Linked DNA regions of Mus musculus: regions 1 and 2 are each linked to region 3. Evidence: chromatin contacts called from public HiChIP or PLAC-seq and promoter capture Hi-C data. All regions are on one chromosome and are shown on one strand. The core of a region is the stretch at or near the end of the contact, and the rest is flanking DNA. Distances in the headings are between cores, read along the strand shown.

Evidence for each region. Promoter capture Hi-C pulls out the DNA fragments that hold promoters and counts their contacts. HiChIP or PLAC-seq counts read pairs in DNA pulled down with a chosen protein or histone mark.
Region 1: a contact with region 3 is called in a promoter capture Hi-C map of the HPC-7 cell line, with 3 times the contacts expected there. The contact joins the enhancer-like site here to the promoter of Brca2 in region 3. A contact is called at or near these places in 8 of 39 promoter capture datasets (the C10 cell line, the HPC-7 cell line, erythroid cells and 3 more), 5 of 484 Hi-C or Micro-C datasets (CD4 T cells, nephron progenitors, pre-B cells and 1 more), 8 of 115 datasets of contacts at active chromatin or transcription factors (astrocytes, bone marrow-derived macrophages, embryonic forebrain and 5 more) and 3 of 9 other capture datasets (adipose tissue, macrophages and pancreatic islet).
Region 2: an H3K4me3 HiChIP or PLAC-seq map of neural tube shows a contact between it and region 3, with 4 times the contacts expected there. The contact joins the enhancer-like site here to the promoter of Brca2 in region 3. A contact is called at or near these places in 4 of 115 datasets of contacts at active chromatin or transcription factors (embryonic forebrain, embryonic limb bud, extraembryonic endoderm stem cells and 1 more) and 1 of 9 other capture datasets (adipose tissue).

What each region holds. Positions count from the first base shown.
Region 1 is chr5:150,114,561-150,117,884 of GRCm38.p6, forward strand. All of the region lies in intron 2 of Gm52797 (a long non-coding RNA gene), which reads right to left. Among named protein-coding and RNA genes, the nearest start is that of Gm52797, 15 kb to the right of the region's middle. Within about 2 kb of position 1,296, at least 40 of the 459 cell types and tissues checked have an H3K27ac peak or open chromatin away from gene starts, as enhancers often do. A contact at or near this core is called in the HPC-7 cell line, adipose tissue, memory CD8 T cells and 1 more, where this site is marked.
Region 2 is chr5:150,218,620-150,221,991 of GRCm38.p6, forward strand. It overlaps a transcript of Fry not described here. Among named protein-coding and RNA genes, the nearest start is that of Fry, 40 kb to the right of the region's middle. Within about 2 kb of position 1,907, at least 26 of the 459 cell types and tissues checked have an H3K27ac peak or open chromatin away from gene starts, as enhancers often do. A contact at or near this core is called in neural tube, where this site is marked.
Region 3 is chr5:150,521,106-150,524,431 of GRCm38.p6, forward strand. Brca2 (breast cancer 2, early onset) reads left to right here and starts at 1,516. Exons shown (of 27, transcript NM_009765.3): 1 at 1,516-1,791; 2 at 2,070-2,174. The coding sequence starts at 2,108.

The DNA.
Region 1 (3,324 bases), core at 46-2,545, 410 kb before region 3:
AAAATTCTTTTTTGAGAGATATTTAGATACAACAAGAAACACCTTCAAACCATTCATCTGAAAGATGGCATCGCGTTAACCTTTATCAATACACATTTATGGGTGTCGTTTCTCATCCTCTGGTCTAGTGGTTCTCAACCTTCCTAATGCTGCGACCCTTTAATACAGTCCCTTGTGACATGGTGGCCCCAACCATAAAACTATTTCACTACTATTTTAGAACTGTACATTTGCTGCTGCTATGAATCATAAGGTAAACACCTGATAGACAACGCCCCGTGGGGGTTGCGACCCACAGGTTGAGAACCACTGATCTAAGGTAGCCAGAACTACAGCCATCTGTTTGGGTGAGTTAGCTACCCCAAAGTTTTCCACAAGAAAGGCAAGGGCTGTGATCCTAGCCTATGTTTTTGGCTGCGTTCCCAGTTAAATGTCACAACAGTAGCTGCCTTTGGGATATCTCTTCTTTTTGTTCACAGAAGAGGCTCTTTATTGGAGAGTCTGAGTAATTATACACTATGCTTCTTTCCCTCCACATAATATGAAAATTGTTAATTTTCCTTTTTCTCTATGGTAACTGCTGGGGTATTTCAAGCCCCTGCCTGTTCTCTCTTAAGTCTGTATCCAGTTTCCCAAGGGGCAAATCTGGAAATATTGAAAAAGCAGAGATAAGCAGTTTAGGTTGACAGAAGCGTGTGTTTCAGGCACGATCCCTCTTCGACTCTGCCCTTCCCTGAGGCCCGTGTGCATCTTTACACACTGGGACTTTTCTGGTGCCCTTTTTTCAGCATGGACCATTCTTCTCGGTTTCTCAGCCTTTTGTACTCCTCCATGTTTCTCTGTCAGCTCTGCATGCCCCTACATCAGGGTGCTCTCCGAGTGATCCTGACAGAACCACGTGTTCCTGTTTCAGCTAGGAGAGAGTCGTCTACCACTCACTGTGTACAGAGAGTGTGTGCTGTTGCTGGTATTTTTAATTTTAAAACTTCACAGGTTCAGCTTTACACACCTGAACACACGCTTTTCCATCAGATCACCCCTATGTCTTGGTGAGTTTCCTGTCTGCAAGGTGGACTGGTTTCCCTAGAGCGATAAGGAAGCCCGGCTAGAGGGCTGAGGGTGCCAGGAGGCAAACGGCGTGTCAGGAAGCAAGTGGTTTGGTTACTCTGTAGGTTCTGTTGTTATTGGCTTTTCATCTACAGACACAAATCCCATGAGCAGAGCAAGGGGCAACAGATGCTTGTGCCCATAACTCTGGGCTATGACCTTGGATTGGGGGCGGGGAGGACGGGGAGGGACCAGGCTGCTGGAGAGGGCTGCACAGCGTGGCTGTGGGGCAGAGCTGACAGCTGACAGCCAGCTGAGCCAACCCAGCAGCACACTTTCTGGTTCCCACAGGCTACCATGTGGGGCTCAGTTAGGTCAGTGTTCTTGCTAACTTTCCTCCCATGAGACAGAAAACTGTAGTTAGTGCTCTTGGTTCAAGGAATGAAACTATGTATCATTTACAGATCGACGGGGCTGGCTCTGATACAGTTCAAAGTAGCGTGTATAGTTTTATTGTCTCATTTCTTCCATCCCATAACTCCCTGGGGTGAGACAGCATCTGCTCCTGAAAGAGAAATTACTGCAGCTTCCCCCTTGTTTTTCCTGGGCTTTGGACTCTGGGGAGATTAATACACCTCCATTCTTTTGGAATCCCAGATTTTTGCACAGAAACTTAGCTACAGACCATTGTAAAGCTGTTGTGTTAGATGTAAGATTCTTGTGAAAGGAATTCTCGTGTGTGTGTGTGTGTGTGTGTGTGTGTGTGTGTGTATGCCTAAGAAGAGGTATTGAAACGTAGTTTGGGGGTGTGGCTCACTGTAGAGTGCTTGCCTAATATCTATGATGCCCGAAAAAGAAAGTAAACAAGAACAAATTTCAAGGCATTTCAAAAGTCTTTAAAGATAGTAAATTATCAAGTGGGAATTTAATCTCATAGATCAAAGATCACACATTTATATATCAAAATTTTCTCTCTCAAATATTTAGATTACTTGTGGCTAACACATTAACATTGTGACTTCTTAGACCAAGACTCCATTAGATTTCAGGCATTTAGACTTAGTATTCAGTCCACAGCTTGTTAAGGCACGGAGAGTGTTGATGTAATTCTCTCGTGTCTTTGCAGTTGTCCCAAAGCACGGGAGCAGGCATGCGATATGGGCCAATTAGTTTCTAAATTTCTTAATGCATGTCAGCACTGTAGTCTGTCAGTGTGGAGAAACGGACTTCCTGTCTTATGATATAACTGAATTGGCCGCTCACCCTAACCCCCAGAGGTGATGGAATGACAAGCAGAGGCAGACAAATGAGATTATCAAAACATGGCACAGGGCCTGCTTTTAAAGGGGGGGTGAGTGGAAGCAATGGGAGTTGATGTGGGCACGCACCTTATTTCCTGCCTGAATGTCTGTGAACCACATGCATGCAATGCCTGAAGGGGCCAGAAGAGGGCGCCATATCCCCTGGACCTGGAGTCACAGATGGTTGTGAGTAGCCACGTGGGTGCTGGGAACTGAACCCAGGTCATTACACTGAACGCTTCCTCAGCTCGAGTGCATTACTCAGCTGAGGAAGCTTCACGACTCTATAGGATGACAAACTGGAGAACAGGGACACGTGGTCAGGAGACACAGGCCTCCAGCCCCAGCACGCAGAAGTTAAGGCCTTGAGATCTGTCCACTCTGCTCCAATTCAGAATCCTAAGCCAATATTCCATGAGGTTTGGAACCCAGGTTGGCGAGTGCTTCCTTTGATCTGATATAGGTGATGAAATAGATTTAAATGAGGCCTATTACCAACATCACATACTGTACAGGGCCAGGGCAACCGAGAAGGAATGGCAAATGTACTCCTTCATATGCTACCTGTATTGAGCTGAGCACCAGGCCATCTCTGCTCTCTCCAATGGCTGTTCTGCTGGGGTTCCCTCAGTTGCCCTCATGCTTGGCTACAGTCACTGCTTAACAATGAGGGTATTCCAGGCCCGTCATGACGGGGCCCAATGCCTTTCTTTGGCTTTGGTTCTCTAGCACTTAGCTTCTTTACAGTAACTGTCACCTTTCATTAAGGACATCCCCCCACCCCAGGGACTGGGCACTCTGGAGAGTGGGACACATTTGAATCTTTGCCCTGTTGAGGTAGGTTGGTGAAGATGGCCGTGAGTTACTGATGCTTGGGTGAATGCCAACAGATCCTGATTTCTGCTCATGATGGACCAAGTTGTTGCACGGTCTATGGACCCATATGGTTTTTATTGAACGCTATCTACTCAGTACA
Region 2 (3,372 bases), core at 657-3,156, 300 kb before region 3:
CTGAACATGCCAGCAAGCCCAGACCCCCACCTCCTCCTCTTGATTTTTTATTTTATATGCATGAGTGTTTTGCCTGCATGCATGTCTGTTACTACATGTGCTCAGTGCCTGCAGAGGCCAGAAGAGAACATCAGATGCTCTGGAAGTGAAGTTACAGATGGTTGTGAGCCACCATGTGGGTGCTGGGAATCAAACCCAGGTTTTCTGCAATGGCAGTCAGTTAAGCAATGAATTTAACCACTGAGCCATCTCTCCAGTCCCCACCCTATTATTTCTGAAGCAGGCTTTTGTTGGATATATCAGACTCTACTGACATATATTTTCCTTCATCACACTAAGTGCCCTACCCCCACTTCTATTCAGCCTGCATGGTTTCTGCTGAGATACCTTAGTCATCTTGTATTTAAAGAAGCAATTTTTCCCTTCTTGATTTTTAGAATCTCTTTGTCCTTCTGAAGTTTGTGTGTGTGCGCATGTGTGCGTGTATGTGTGTGTACATGTGTGTGTGTGTGTATGTGCGTGTGTGTGTGTGTGTGTGTGTGTGTGTGTGTGTGTGTGTGTTTAATGGACGGGGAGGGACTGTTTAGAATCCCTTTATTTGTTTGTTTGTGTCTCTTCTCAACATCGAGAAGTTTTTCTTGTGGAATAAGTTAGACCCCTTGATAGGACTCAATAAATCTCTTAGATTCTATTCACTTTTCCTTTAATTATTTATTTTCATTCTTTGCATTCATTTCAACAATAGCAAATGACTTTGTCTTCAAGTTTATTGATTCTTTCTCCTCGTGCTTCAGTGTACTGCTGGACGCTGTCATAAACATTTTAACTTGGCTACTGTGTTTTTCAGCTCCATCATTTCCTATTGGCTCCGTTTTAATAACTTACTTCTTAGTCCATAGGTCCGTTTTCTTGATTGTATTTACGTCATTGCCTTTGTTTTCCTCTAGCCTGCTGAGCAGAGTGATTTTTTTTTCTACATTTATTTTCTTCATGTGAGGCACATGTCTGTTGCGACACAGGTGAAGGTCATAGGGTGGCTCGTGAGAGCCAGTTCTTTCCTTCCACCACGTTGGTTTCAGGATCGGACTCAAGGTTGTCAGACTGGGTAGCGAATGCCTTTGCCTTCTAGGCCAGCTTGTCAGCCTGATGAAGAGATTTAAATCAGTGCTTGAAGCTCCTGTCAAATCCAAGTCCAGGATGTAAGACTGATTTCTTTCTGTGAATAGGCTCATCTTTTTATTTCTTAAAGTTGTTTGTTTGTTTTTGTCTTGAGTTCATTGCTGATGATAGGATGTGGTGATGCCTGCCTGTAGCCTCAGCTACTGAGAAGGCTGAGTCAGGAGGATTCCAAGTTCAAGGTCAGCCAGAGCATTTGAGAGAGACCCTCTAGAGGAACATCCCACATAGGGGCTTCAGCTAAATGGCAAAGCATTTGCCTATGATATGTGACGTCCTGGGTTCAACACAAGTAGGCATAAAAAAGAGGGTGAGGGGAAGGGAAGACAGACCTCCCTCCCAGGCCTGGCCGTGTTCAGGGCAAGGCCTTGCAAAGCAGTTAGTCATCATGATGCCATTGGGTGTTCTCAAACATTTTCTTGGAATGTTTCTCCCTTGGGTCTATGTCTGTAATTTTAACTCAATGCCCTATATGTGGAGATGTTTTTAAATGCATAAATTTCCCTTCGGGTCTTGCTTCAGGACCACAGATATATTCCCCTGCCTATAACGTCTGTTCTCAGAGCTCACAGGAACAGCCTCTCTGCAGCTCTCACAACCCACAGCCCCTGCCTCTAACTCCAGCAGCCTACAACCTGATATGCAAGCTAACTTGTACTAATTCCAGAACCTACCTCAGGCCGGGCTGTCTAGATTGCAGCTCTGCATCCCGCCGCTGGGGGCGCCCCTGAGATGGACTAGGGAATATTCAGCTGTGCAGCCAGTGGGGGAGCTGCGGAGATAGACTGGGGTCTTATCAGCTTGTCTTCTTTATTTTGGTAGTAATAGATACTGGGCAAATTCTGTCTCAGGAGCTGTTGTAGTTCTTGCATGTCTTTCTAAAACAAACTGTTTTAAGTATCTTAAAGTTACCATTAGCTTCGCACAGAGTGACCTTGTTAAATTAACCAAGGTAACAGTCCGTTTTCAGCACGCTGGTGGACTCCAGTTGTTCAGTACATTCGGAGCGAAATGATAAGCAAGCGTCGTTTCCCTCTCTTGAGCTGATGCTCATTAGCAAGAGTCCTTCTAAACATTCTGTGAGGAACTTCTACGAACAGCTCTGATGTACAGATTACAGCCGTGTTGTCAATGTGTGTGCCTTTGTGGCAAGATTTTAAATGTTAGGTGTGGTGCTTATGAAAGGAAAATTGAGAAGGGGGTTTCAGCATCCCCTTCCCTCCATACCCCTTAAGACCCCACCCTTTGTATGCCATTATGTTTCCACAGGCTAAGATGCAAAAGCCGTCGTCTGTAGAATAGGATGCAGGCTTATCAGTGACTGTTGTCTTCTGTAGAAGATGTGGCTAGCTGAACAAATCCTAATGCAGTTGTTTGCAAAGAATGAGAAATCACTTTTAAAAAAAAAGCTCTTCTCCCAAGTTTTCAAAAAATATCAGGATAATTTGCTTCATCCTTGACAACTAGCAATCGGGATGTATGTGTGTATCAGACTTTAAAAGGTGTTGTGGGTGGAGAGCTCTGATCTGATAGGAAGTTCCTTATAAAACGTGAAATCTCAGAGGTTAGAATGGCGCAGGCTTCTAACAAGGGTGGATGAGAGTGTACCCTGGGCTCCTTCCTTTAATCACACCCCACGTTCTATGCCACCAATAACTGGAATTGACCATGTTATATTTGTCTAATTCTTTTCAAGAAAAACAAAAGCTACGGAACTGTGAAGGAGCAGCATCTAATTTCTTCCTCCCCAGTGCTGTGATTTGTCTCATCTTGCATGTCTTATCTCACGAAATTGCCTCATATGTCAACAAAATGTCACCTCCCACAGAGAACCAGGATCCACTTTTTTTTTTTTTTTTTGGTCACAACAGCTGATGAAACTCGGATGGAATTCTTATTATAACTCGGTCTTACGTACAGAAAAATATTTTTGTTTGGCAAAGTGTTGACAGCTGGGGAGACGTGTGACGTCATATTGCTGAACGTCCTGACTCACGGGCAGCAGAGAGTTGCGTTTGTAAGCAGTGACGTGTGAGTTTGCAGACAAAGGTAACCATTATGCCTGCTGAGGACCCATTTTTTGGAAGGCCCCAGACTCAGCACAGAGAGATTCAGGAATTCTGAAATCTTGGCAGGCACCATGATTTTTTTTTACCACTTGAACCATTCAGGTGCCTTTCCTCACCTCTGCGCCAG
Region 3 (3,326 bases), core at 266-2,765:
CAGGGGGTGAAATGTGTCAAGGCTTCTCATTATTCCACTCTAGTGAGACACCTCTCTCCTCCGACTTCCCCGGGGGAAGAAGCAATTTTTTTCTTTTCTAAGTAGAAATTACTGTGCATTTTATTGTTTGAGTGCTTTGTCTGCATGTACATCTATCTGCACGCCAGGAGAAGGCATCAGATCCCATTACAGATGGTTGTAAGTCATCATGAGGGTGCTGGAAATTGAATTGAGGACCTCTGGAAGAGCAGCCAGTGCCCTCAACTGTTCAGCTGTCTCTCTGGCCCCAATATGTTTTTTTTCCAAGACAGAGTTTCTCTGTGTAGACCAGGCTAGCCTCGAACTCATAGAGATCAGCCTGCCTCTGCCTCCCAAGTGCTGGGATTAAAGACATATGTCACCTTTGTCTCATTTTACAAGCTAACAAAACCAAATGGATTTGAATCTAAATTTAGAACGTCTACCAGGCTAGTTTTTACCCACTGGACAATGCTAAACACTTCATAGTATTGTTAGAAACGTTCAGCAAGCAGTAGTTTATTACTAGATAATATCATAGGCCTCTTCTTTGCTAAGCAGACCTACATCAAAAGTTTTAGTATTTTTTTACAATAGTGATACTTCTTGCTAAAACTAAGGATTACAGCTTACCAGACAAAATTGATACCAATAAACCAAGCAGACTTTTCTCAATCGTCTTTATTGTAGTGCTGAGTATCTAACCCAGACCCAGAGTCTCTACTATTGAGCCAGATTCCCCAACCGCAGGTCATTGTTTTTCTAATCCAAGAGGACCTTTTAACTGCTTAATCATGTTCTGGAAGCAGCAAGGCCTCTAAGATCTCTTGTTGGATCCAGTCGAGGGCTTTCTAAAGTTCAAACTACAAACCTACAGTAAGCCATGCACTGGGCTTGTTACTCAGTAAATTCAGGGGAGAGGTAATAATGTTTCAGTTTTCTAGGCCAGTTTCTGGAAAAGTCGGGAAATACGGTGATCGCATCCTAAAACCTGCAGAAAGGAGTACTAATATTGCAGGACTGCTATTTAACTGCGTGCGTGCGTGTGTGTGTGTGTGTGTGTGTGTGTATGAGAGAGAAAAGAGGGGGAGGGGGAGAAGGAGAGAGAACACTTGAGCCCAGGTCCTACCACCCGTCCTCAATAAGACAATTAAAAGCGCCAAATTAAAAGTGTAAAGCTGAAAGATTTATTTAATGTGACGACATTGAGAAGAGGGTAAAGAGATCCAAAGAATCCCTTCCAAGTCTATCTTCAGGGTTAAAGTAAACAGAACTCCAAGAACCCCGAAGATACAGAAAAAGAAAGTATAAACAAAATTTTAGGCCACAGCGGGAAACAGACACACACACATATCGTGAGGGGAAGAAAGGAATTCGGCTGGGGATGGGCGAGCACATGCTAGCCGGGAACAGGCACAGAAGGAGCTGCTCGCTGACTTCCCGGTGGCACTCGCGCCGCGTCCCCGTCGCGGGGTCATGACGTCACGGGCAGAGCGCGGGCTTTTCGCGGGAGCGGGAGCCGTGAGGCGTTGCCGTCAGTCAGCTACCGCTGCGGGAGCGGAGCGGGTCGGTGCGGCCGGGTGTGGCGGGCGTGCGCTCCGGGGTCGTGAGGCCGTGAGGGACGCGCCTGACACCCCGGAGGAGCCAGTCGACCTCCTTCACGGCCACCCGGAGCAGCTGCCCCGGTGCAGCCCGCGGCGTCCTCCCAGAGGGATCCGGCGCGTCCAGAGTCCGCGGTAGCTGCCCCGTTCTGCAGTCGCCGGATTACCTAACGTGTGTGTCTCGGCTCCCTGATTAGTCAATGTGAATAATTCTAAATAACGTTAGGTTTGTCTTGTCATTGACTCCCACCATAGCCACTTTCGGGTGCTGTGATGTATCTAGTAGCCACTTGGTTGGAAGCACAGTTATAAACTGTCCCCATCTTCATGATAAGTTCTGCTCTTGTCCCAAAAGATAGGCCTGAGGTAGGATAAGCTTCCAAGCGATTCTGGTTTTACCTGTCACAAGAAACCAGGCTTGTGCAGTGTCTGTTATTTTCTCTTTTGCAGACTTCCTTACCGAGCATCGGAGAAATACTGTAGAGAAAATGCCCGTTGAATACAAAAGGAGACCAACTTTTTGGGAAATTTTTAAGGCGAGATGCAGCACAGCAGGTATTGAGGAATTTTATAAAACCTGGTAAATTAAGTCCCATTAAAAAAATATTTTCAATAAAATAAGTCAAGGTGAATGCTTGCTTTAAAAACAAACAAAAACCCCAGCACCTGGGAGACAGAGGCAGGTGGACTTCTCTGAGTTTGAGGCCAGCCTAGTCTAAAGAGAGAGATAAAGGGCTTTATAGAGAGCCTCTGTCTCAGAAAAACAAACAAAAAATTACTTGAGCTAGGTTATAATCCTATGGAAGCTGAGGCAGAAAACTGAGCCAGGTGGATTAAATGAGTTCAAGGCCAACTTGGGCTACATAGGGAATTCCTGGATGTCAGGAGCAACAGAGCTTAGACCTAATTAAAAACAAAACACAAAAGAGGGATGAAAGTGACCCTGGTCTCTGCATTTGTTCCTCAGCATCAATTTAGCAGGCATTAGCTGATTCCTGTAATCTCACCTTTGGGAGGTAGAGGCAGGAGGATCAGGAGTTGAAGGTGATTTGTGCTGTAAACAGGTCGTGGAGTCAGATCCAGTTAACATAATCTTTTCCTGGTCAATCAGATGATGTAGAATACCTAAACTGATGGGGAACTAACTCTTTGACTTCCAGTGGAAAGAACTGTTTTGAAAGGGCTACGAGCAAATCAGAAGCATTGGTGATGCTAGTGATGAACACTTTTCAAACCTTTTATGACTTATTTTGTTTTGAGCTGTATGAGTGTGTTTGTGTATTTGCTCTGTGTGTGTCGGTGCCTACAGAAGTCAGAAGAGGACATCAGGTCCCCTGGAGCTGGAGTTGCAGGTTGGTTGTGGGCTGTGATGTAGATGCTAGACTGAGTTTGGGTCTTCTGCAAGAGCTTCTTAACCCAAGAGCTTCTTAACCACTGAGTCATTTCTCCAACCCTAGCTTTCTCTGTTAAATGACATCGTCTTGCTCCGTAACCATGACTGATTTACGATTTGCTATGTAGATCAGGCTGGTTTCAAACTTGCAGTGACCTTCCTGAGTGCTGGGATTGCAGTGTGAACAGCCACACCAGGCTCTGAATTAGATATCATAAATAAATATTGACAGTGCATGAAAAAGATCACATCCATTAATATTACAACTGATCTGATAAGTTTTTGAAGTCTGGAAGAAGTCAGCTACTGTTAGT